2 separate regions of the Anser cygnoides genome follow, and region 1 is linked to region 2. The links are chromatin contacts, called in public Hi-C maps. All regions are on one chromosome and are shown on one strand. The core of a region is the stretch at or near the end of the contact, and the rest is flanking DNA. Distances in the headings are between cores, read along the strand shown.

The links. Hi-C and Micro-C count contacts between places; a contact is called where the count stands out from the background.
Region 1: a contact with region 2 is called in a Hi-C map of liver, with 3 times the contacts expected there. The contact joins the promoter of KLHL26 here to the enhancer-like site in region 2. A contact is called at or near these places in 3 of 7 Hi-C or Micro-C datasets (all in liver).

The regions. Positions count from the first base shown.
Region 1 is chr27:1,860,133-1,865,185 of Taihu_goose_T2T_genome, reverse strand. It overlaps KLHL26 (kelch like family member 26), which reads left to right and starts at 2,251. Exons shown (of 7, transcript XR_010826701.1): 1 at 2,251-3,937; 2 at 4,035-4,180; 3 at 4,338-5,053.
Region 2 is chr27:1,810,283-1,814,929 of Taihu_goose_T2T_genome, reverse strand. It overlaps CRTC1 (CREB regulated transcription coactivator 1), which reads left to right. Exons shown (of 15, transcript XM_066984071.1): 3 at 327-374; 4 at 3,319-3,456; 5 at 4,254-4,315. Among named protein-coding and RNA genes, the nearest start is that of CRTC1, 23 kb to the left of the region's middle. Within about 2 kb of position 1,734, at least 1 of the 3 cell types and tissues checked has open chromatin away from gene starts, as enhancers often do. A contact at or near this core is called in liver, where this site is marked.

The sequences.
Region 1 (5,053 bases), core at 1,002-3,501, 50 kb before region 2:
GGTGTGTGAGGAAGCAGGATAAGCGCCAGGGCTTGGTAAGGAGGCAGGAGGAGAAATCCCCAAAGCACCAGCTGAGCTGTTTTTCAGCAACAAAACGCACAGGGCGACGTGGAGCAAGAGCCGGGGTGGTGGGTGCCGGACCCTGCAGCCCCGTCGTGCAGCAGCAGGAGCAGAAGGAGGAAAGGGCAGCGGGGTGAGACGCGGAGGATGCGGTGCTGTGGGGTCTCCCGGCAGCTCACGGCATCGTCCTCTGCCTCTCTTGGCTCTCCCGCTCCTCCTGCTCTCCCCGCAGAGTCTCCGCGGCCGCGCCGCGCTTTGGTGTGCTGACATCTCCTGTCCTGTGTGGGTCGGGTCTAAAATAACAGGGCCCCGAGGTCTTGGCTGGGGTCTCCCTGCGCCGCAGCAATACAAATAACAAATTAATAAGTCCTGCTTCCCTTTCTCCCCAAGGTTTTACGAGGCTTAATTAATGAATGTCTGTAAAATGCATTTGGAGCTGGGAATGAAATGTGCTGTGGAAATGCCAAATATTTTTAATGCTCCAGCAGATTTAGAAGGTTTAAATAAGAAAAATACACAGCTTCGCCTCTGAAATAGATTCCTCTCCTTGAAGCAGAGGGCTCCAGAACATGAAGTTTTCATCAGGCTGACTTGAAAGGGTATTTTCATGGCTTTCTAAGTGTGTTTATTCTCATGTGCGAATTCCCCCTTTCCCTTATACAGATGTGGACGCAGGCATGGGAAATCAAAGAAATTTACCCACGGTCGTTGGCAGAGCCACCGCTATGAATAATTTCCCGATTTCCACTGACAACTGGAATGCCCTCTAGCCCGTCCGCTGCCTCCAGATGCGCGACGGCTTGAAAAATTACACGGCCCCGCGACGCTTGGCCCAGGCTACGGCGATGGCTGTGCCAGGATGCCGAGCATGTGTCAGGATGCGTCGTGGAAAAGGCATCGTGGACACCCGGACGAGCTCCGACAACAAAACTGCACCCTCTGGAGGGTACTGTTGCTCTTGCACAAAGTGGTTTTTTGTGATAAAACCTTGGAGGGCTGCGGTTGAATAATCGCTTGGGTTGAATAATCGCTCGGGTCGTGAAGGTGCTGCCTGTGCTGTGGCTTCCCTGAGGACGTGGGCTGCCTGAACTCGTCCGCACACCGCGCTTTCTCCAGGTGTTTAAGGGATTGCACGTGGAATCCAGAGGGAAAAGGTTCGGCGCCTGGGCGCAGGCCACCCTGAAGGTCCCTTGGCTGCTGCTGGAAATCAGTCGGCTGGGCCTGCTGTCAGCAGGACACCCGCAGCCTCCCCCTGGGCCCCCTCATCTGTGGGGCCGTGAAAGCCCCCTGGAACCCCCGGAGTTGTGACGGGGCTCCCCAAGGCCCCTTCCTCTGTGGGGCTGTGACAGCCCCCCGGAGCCGTGACAGGGCTCCCCGGACCCCCCCAGCTGTGGGGTGGTGACAGTCCCTGGGCTCATGACGGGGCCCTCATGTTTGTGGGGCCGTGTCAGCCCCCAGACCCCTCATCTGTGGGGCTGTGACAGGTCCCCCGGAACCTCCACGGTCATGACAGGGCTCCCCCAGACCCCCTCAGCTGTGGGGCGGTGACAGCCCCAGGCTCGTGACAGGACCCCCGTGTCTGTGGGGCCGTGACAACCCCCGGACCCCTTCATCTGTGGGGCTGCGACAACCTCCAGAACCCCTCATCTGTGGGTTGGCGACAATCTCTGGGCCCGTAACAGGACCCCCGTGTCTGTGGGGCCGTGACAGCCCCCTGGAGCCCCCAGTGTCGTGACAGAGCTCCCCAGACGCCCTCATCTTTGGGATCACGACAACCCCCCGGGGCTCATGACGGGACCCCCGTGTCTGTGAGGCAGCGCCCGTCCCCAGACCACCCGCGGGGCCCTGACACCGCCGGCTCCCCTCGCCCTCGGGAGCCGTCACCGGCCCCGGTGGCGGCGGCTGCGGGGCGGCGCCAGGCCCGGCGGGCGCGGAGCAGCGCCCCGGGCCCCTCTCGCCGCTGCGCCTTTAACGCGGCGACTCCGCCGCCGCCGCCTCCCAGCTCGGGGCCCGGCGGCGGCGCAGCGAAGATGGCGGAGTCCGGCGGGGCCGAGTTCGCCGCGGAGCGGCCGAGCAGGTGAGCGGGGCCCGGCCGCGGCCTAGGCCGGGGACCGGGCTCGGGGAGGCGGTGGCGGGGCCCCCGGGGGCCGGCGGGGCGGGGGCCGGGCCCGGTCCCGGTTGGGGCGCGGAGGCCGGTTGGAGGCCGGCCGGGCGGGGGCCGCTTCACCGCAGGGCTCCCTCCGGCGTTCACGACCGCCTCTTTTATTTTTTAATTCATTTTTTTTTTCCCTTCGGCCCCAGGGGTCTTGGCGAGGCGGAGTGCCCAGCCCGGCCTCCCGCATCTTCCTCCCCAGGGAGGACCGGAGCGGGGCTCTCCGACCTGTAATTGATGGTCATAATGATAATAACGATAATAACAGTAATGATAATGATAATAACAATAACGACAACAATAACGCTTTCACTGCTGGAGTTCACGAGGCTGAAGTTTGCGGGAGGCTTTGTATTTCTGTAAATTTGGGAATGTGGTTGTTACACACCGGTCCTGCTGGCATGCACAGCCGCCGAGTTTTGTGGTGTTTCAGGCCCGTTCTGTAAAACCCCCCGTTTCTAACACGGCCCGCGGGGCCGGACGGTCCCGCAGAGCCACCGGGATCTGTCACACCCGTCACCGGTGGGGCGCGAGCTGCTGGGCACCCAGGTACCGCGGTGCTGGTGAAATAGGGCTCAAGGTGCTGGGCTCGGTGCCCCCCGCATCCATGAGCCCTCAAGTTGGTGTCTGGGGCCAGAAGGCCGTCCCGGGTGGTACAGGTGCTCCCCGCCCGCGGGGGATTTCTGTCCCCAACGCGTTGGTTCCCGTCGTCAGCCAGAAGTTACCGCGCTGGGCAGCGTTCAGGGAGCTGCTGGGTGCCGTGCCGTCAGCCCGTCGCGTAGCTTCAAAGCAGCGTTTCTCCTCAGCTTGCCTCTCCCCGAACCCACTCCCGAAATAACGTCACGCCGTGCTCGGGGAAGGAAGGCTCTTAGGCTCATTGTTCAGCACTGGAGAAGCCTGTCTCAATTCTCACCTTCTACATATATTTTATTTATTTTTTTTTCTAATGACTGACCTGTGTAAACTGGATGCCGAGCTGCCTTGGGCGTTTCATTTTCTCTCTCTGCACCTCTTTTTTTTTTCCTTCCCTCTCCAAACAGGAACAGCGGCGCGTCTCGCACACAGGTGTTGGTAGGGCTGATCGCCCGGCGCTGGGAAGCGTCTCAGTGTGGGGCGTGTAGCAGTGAGAAATGGAAGTAATTTGTTTCAGGGCCGTGATAAATCACCCGGGCTGGAGCTGCGGCAGTTCTGTTCCCTGAGCTGGAGCTCCGTGGCGTTCTCTATCGCCGCGTGTTTGTTTTCTTTGATAATTTTAAATTAAAGCCTGGTGAGATCTGGATCCTGCTTCTCGTTGGTCGTTAAGTCTCCCATTTTAAAGGATGGATTTATCGGAGAGTAAATCCATCAGGGAGCCTGTGGGGAGAAACCTGGTGGGGAACGTTGGATACGCTGCATAGCCTGATACAGATCAGGAGGAGAATTTCAAGGGCATGCCCGACCAACTCGCGATTCCTTCTTAGCTGCTTCTGACTTTTCTGCACTTCCTGAGCGTTAGCTCTCTAGGGCAAAGGACGAAGTCCTCCCTCGCTGCTACACGCGCATGCCATCTCAGCGGTACTCAGGCAGCGCGGGCAGAATTTCCATCTTTGGAATTGCGACCGCGTGGCTGCTGCGAGCTGCCCGCCAGCACGCTGGCTCCCCCAGAGCAGGAGAAGGAGCTTGTCTGCTGGGGATCCCGTGTGTCTGTGATAAGGAACGTGCTGTGCCAGACGGCGTGGACAAAAGGTTCTCTTCTCGCAAATTGAAAAGCAAACTGCCCGAATCTTCTATTTTGAAATAAATTTGCCTTTTTTATTTTTTCTTTCTTCCTCCTTATGGATAGAGTTTCCTGAACTGCAAATGGGTTGCATGTTTTACTCCCAGCCCTCGGTATCGTGTGGAGGGAGTGTGTCAGGCTACGTAATTACCCTGTGTGTAATGCTGTGCTCAGCGCTGCTCCCGAAGATGTGCTTTGAGCTTGGCGAGCAGGTAAGGACAGCAGAAATGGTGAAATCCATCGGTGCCGTCGGTAAGAGCAGCTCTCTGTGCTGCAGGCAGCGAGATGTGTGAACTCCGCGGCAGTGCTTGTAGAGCAGGGTCTCACAAAGCGAGGTCCCACAAAGATCTAGGAAAAACACCTTTTCAGATGCTGCAGAGGATCTGCCGCACAGGCCTTTAAGCAGGAATTAATCGGGGTGCCCAGACAAGCTGCTGAGGAGGGCTGCGTGTCTCTCGAACTTGGGATAATCCCTGGAGGGAAGGAAGGCAACCAGGTTGTACAAACACTTTTCAAAACCCTCGCTAATAGCGTTACACGCTGGCGTGTTTGCTGAAAGCAATCCCACCTGTCAAAACCAGGATGAATGGACGAGGGAGACCTGCAGGTCTTGCTTATCTGAAAGTACATGTGTCTCGCTTCACATCAAGAAAAAGTCGACCTGAACTCCCTTAACCTTACCGCTTCTGAAGAAAGCGGTGAGAGAGAGAGCAAACGTACAGGAGGACGGGGTAAAATGGCAACAGGGTAAGGAAGATAATGATAAGGGCTGTGAGCCTGCCTTGCTTTTGTGGTATTGAAACCTTATATAGCTTCAGTCTTCACTTAGGCTTTTTTTTTTCTTTTGAAATTGTTCAAAAGTTTGGTTTCGTGTGTTTTTTTGTGTTCTCTTCTCTGCCACATGGCAATTTTTAAACAGATTTAATTGTTAGATCTGGTAGACGCGGTGTAAATGTTTACACTCTAATTGAATCACTGTAAAAATAACTGCTGCTTTCTCTCTCAACATTGGAAGACTTCTGAGCTGGAGGCTTTATTTAGACCAAAAGTAAACTTCAGTGATTCTTTAAAGGTTTTTCTCTTGC
Region 2 (4,647 bases), core at 485-2,984:
TCAAAAGTGAGTATTCAAAAATTTGTGAATGACTACAGGAGGATACAGAAACAAATTGTCCTTAAACCTCCAGGTTTTTATGTGTTCTCTCACACACAAAAAAAATAAAAATCCAATGTTGGTACCGTTACAGATAACAAATGGTGACAAGCAACAAAATAAAAACATGTATTTGTTTCAGTGATGAATGCGTTCCAGGTTTTTCACGTTTAAGCTAAATAATGATGAAATTGCCAAAAGATACTTGCATGATGCGTCGGTCAGGTGAAGCCTGTGTGGATGTGAGAGGGTTAGTATCTGAGCATCTTGGTTCTTTGCATTTACAGCACAACGGAGCTCTGGCAGAAGCCTTTGGAGCAGTTCCTGTCTCTTTGGTAAACAAGTATTTAGGTTTGTGCAAATACGTATTTAGGACTGGTGTACTGTTTGCCCAGGTAGATACGTATTTTAGCACACGTTACACTTTTTCTGGTATGCACAGTATTTATCTGATTCACCGTCCCAGCTCCGAAGGAGTTATGGTCTGTCACATAAATACAGGTTTTGCCATGCATCCCGGTTTGGAACATGCATAATAATTCCTGTACAGACTCTCCGGACTTGCTGTGGTCTGTCATGTGATTACTTATGATTTATGGGGGATTAATTTCTTGCAGACGGTGGTTTATTTGGCACTGTCTTGGCCTGTGATTTAAGCAATCTCTGAGCATGTGCACTTAGCCTGCATGTTAAACTCCATTGGGAAAGGAAGAATGATTACCCAAATGCTGCTTGTCACCAAGGGGCACCGAAATGTAAGCTGTTAGTGGGTACCACTCCTCACTTTCTCCCCTCATCTACCTTGCTTGTTTCTATTTCTTAAGTCAATGTCTTGATAAATCTTAAAGGGACATGGTTGCTTTAGAGCACTGAGCTTTTTCCTTCCCATCTGTGAGTATTTAGCTTGTTTTTTCCTTTTTTTTTTTCATGGTTTGTGGAGTTTTGGTTCTGATCTCAAATCCCTGAATGTTTTTCAGGAAGTGAAACGGTTCTAGTTCTTCATTTTCCAAATAACATTGATGCTCAGATCTGTTGGGGTTTTTTTTGCCTTTTTTTTTTTTTTAACAGAATTGTTTGCAATAGCTAAGTATCATGTGCCCTGCACGGGTGGGCTTATTTAACAAAGGGACATTGTCTGGTGTTTGGTCCGGAGTAAGCTTTGTGTGTTGGTTGCTGAGAGAAACCAGAACTGTTGGGGCTGATACCTGTTTTCTCAGGTGTTTGTTGTCTTTTCTGATTTTTTTTTTTCTAAGCAAGATAGGGATTCACCTGAGATATCTTTTTTTTTTTTCTTTTTTTCCTGGAAAGCCAGAGAACAACATTTCCCAAAAGTTCCCCTCTGTGTTAATTGTAGCTCTGTCTCTGACAGGGCATGGTCCATGTTTACTTGTGGCGCTGTTACATTCAGATCAGATTTTTGTTGAGTTTTTATGTGCAACTTGTGCCATAAAACTTAAGAAATAGCTATCTTTGCATTCAACTTCATCTGTATGCTAATGTGCATTGGCTTCCTTTTAAATTCCAGGTGAGTTCTGCGTTTTTAGTGTTCTACTGAGTGGCTTTTTTTTTTAACATTGTGATTGGGACCATGACATGGGAAATGGCTTCTCCTGTTGCTCTTCCTAGCACGTGTGTATTAATTTGCAAATTTTTCAGCCTTTTGGGGTAGAATCAGTGTGACAACAGTACAAAGAAGATTTTGAGACTTTTCTTTGGTTTGGAATTATGAATGTTTTCAGTTCTGTGTGGTGCCAGTTAAATAGAACTAGATTGTTGTTTAGTACTTGTAGCAGAGATTAAACCAATGTGTTTTAATTTAGATTACCCAAAATTGAGATGCTCTGACTTGAGGTTTCGAAGTCTTCGTGCAAAAGAACTCATGCTTGCTGAAGCAGAACACCGTGATCTTAACAGGCAGGAACACAGTAAAAAGTCACTGTGCTCTCCTGCTAGTGACATGTTGAGTAAAGCAATATTCTGCTGCATATAAAGCGTTGGCCCTTAAGCGAGAAAATAAACATCACAGCCACTTTGCACCCATTTATACTAACACAGATTGTGTATGCATAGAGAGAAAAGAAGCTAACATTAGCTTTAAAAAAAAAAAAGGAAAGTCAAAAGGTGCTATAAGGAGTTATTACAAACAAAAGATTTCAAAATTAATGCCAAATTTCTTTTTAGAAAAGGTCATTTAAAATAACCAAAGCTGGACGCTTTAATTTTTTTTTTTTAATGTGGAAGCCAGATGGCTTCATGGCTTGGCAGACAGGACAGTGCATTTGCCACGTGCAGCACCTGAATAGAGGAGGAAATTTTGGATTTCCAAGCAGATGGTGTTGAGGGACTCAGCAAAGCTGTTCACATTGGCAGGGAGTGGAAGGCTGTGTAGCTTTTTTCCCTCGAGGCCCATATATTGCTGTTGAAGTGTGTGTAGAGGCTGACCATTCGGTACTTCCTTTTTCCCCCCTGCAGGTATGCTCTGGGAAGGGCTTTTGAAAATGTAGAAGTTTTCCAGATTAGCCTGGGAATTCATCTTTGTGCTTTCCGTGGCATCTTGTTCTCTGAAATGGGTTGCTGACAAGTAAACACTCTCAAGACATAGGTGCTGATAAGATTGAGAGGGAATTGATCCACCTCGGTTTACTGCACAACCTGAACAAAATAAAAATCACAAAAACACCCAATGCTCTAACTTTTTCTAGACAAAGGAGGAAGGAAACTGCTTTTCTTTTTTTCTTTTTTTTTTTTCCCCTGAATTTTGTCAGTGTCCCCTTAAAATAATGATGCTGAAAGGAGGGGTGAGAGAAAGCGGCGTGTTCCTTAAAAGCTTCAGGTGACTGTTAGGACCTCTGTGCATCTTCTTCCTGCATCCCCTGCCCTTGTAGTTCAAGCTCTGGTTGTCAGCATGTTCCTTCTGGATGCATGCTGCATGCTACACCAAGGGAATGTAAACGGCAGTTGTCAGTAGGCTCCCTGTCACAAGCACTTCTGGTATTTCAGAGATACAAAGGTTGGAGAGCCGTGCTGATTTATGAGGGGCAGATCTAGCGCAGTCTGCCTCCACTTGTCTCTAATCTCTGTCTGGAAGAGATAGCCTTGGTAATTGCTTTCCATGGCTGTAGTGAAAATGGAGAAAAAAATGTACGTGGTTACGTTCGTCCATGTCTTTCCTGGGTTTTATTGCTTAAAATAATAGAAGCTTTAATACAACATAAGTAAGTTCTGGCAGACGCCTCGTGCATGTATTTTTCTGCTTGTGACTTGATGCGTGTCTCTCAGACTCCCTTTCAGTCATCTGGGTTGGACACAAGCAGGACAACTCGGCATCATGGGCTGGTGGACAGAGTGTACCGGGACAGGAATCGCCTCGGATCCCCACACCGACGCCCTCTCTCTGTGGATAAGCATGGAAGACAAATATCCTTTGGCTTATGAGCTGGCAACGAAAACCTGCCTTTTCACCAAAATCGTATTTCTCGGTTTTTACAGTTCTCTTGTTCCTCCTCTCCTCACCTGTCAGCGGAGTTGCTTCCCATCTCTGAGCAGTTAATGTCATCTGCTTTTTCTGAACTGTGATCTAGTCTAAAAATATCTACTATTCTGTAAAATAAGCATTTACCTTTCTGTTTGCTCAGCTCTAGCTGGGGATAACAATACACACGAAGCTGAGAGGGACTGAGATCCTGTGATGGAAAAGACAAGGCAGTATTTGTGAAACTGACTTTCCTTTCAAAACTGAGTAAATCCAAACCTGAATAATTCCTTGCAGTTCATTGTGCACTTCATTACAAGTTGATTCATAAGTTTAACATCTGCTAAGAACTATTTCTTCCTGCTTTTTGTGAAAACGAGTTAGCTTATTATTGCTGACTGGCTTGAAATGTGCCACAGTCACACGGGCTTGAAGGGACTAAAGGGGATATGTAAGTGGGAGAGCGGAGAGGCGATGGCTTCTCAGGAAGAGTTAAATGTTTAGAAAGGGAAAAAGAGGATGGTTGTCCCGTTGCTTAAACATTACAACGAGCAAGATAATATTTTGATTCGATTGTCCTTGTTAAAGTCGGTATGTTCCCCATAGGGAGTCTGCTTTGCCTTCCTTGTGTGAGCTTAGTGGTTTTGACAGGGCAATTTGAATTATTCCTTAGGAGGAGATTTCAGATAGACTTGTTGCTTAAGTAAGAAGTGGTGCTCTTCCCCTTAACTGACTGAATCACGTAGACAGCTGTCCGTATGGCACTGTGTACCTGTCACCTCCATCGGATACAAGCTGGAGAAGGTTAGTAGCACAGTGGTGTACGTGTGTGTTAGTATTTGGGCTGGGTTCTCCGATACTGCAACACCTTGATGTGCAAAAAGGCCTTTATTGTTCCCCACATCAGTTGGTCATATGAACCTCTATGACTTAACTGAATTTAGAAATTGATTTTTTTTTTCTTCTATCATGTTTATTCATTTAGATGGCCAGCCTTTAAACTTAAGGTGTCAGCCAGTGTGATGTTTTTAAAGGTAAATCTTTCCAGATGTTGTAAGGCGTATCCTGAAATTATGAAGTTGTAAAAGACTCAGCGTTTTCTCAGTGCTCAGGGACTGGTCTGCCAATGCAAGCAT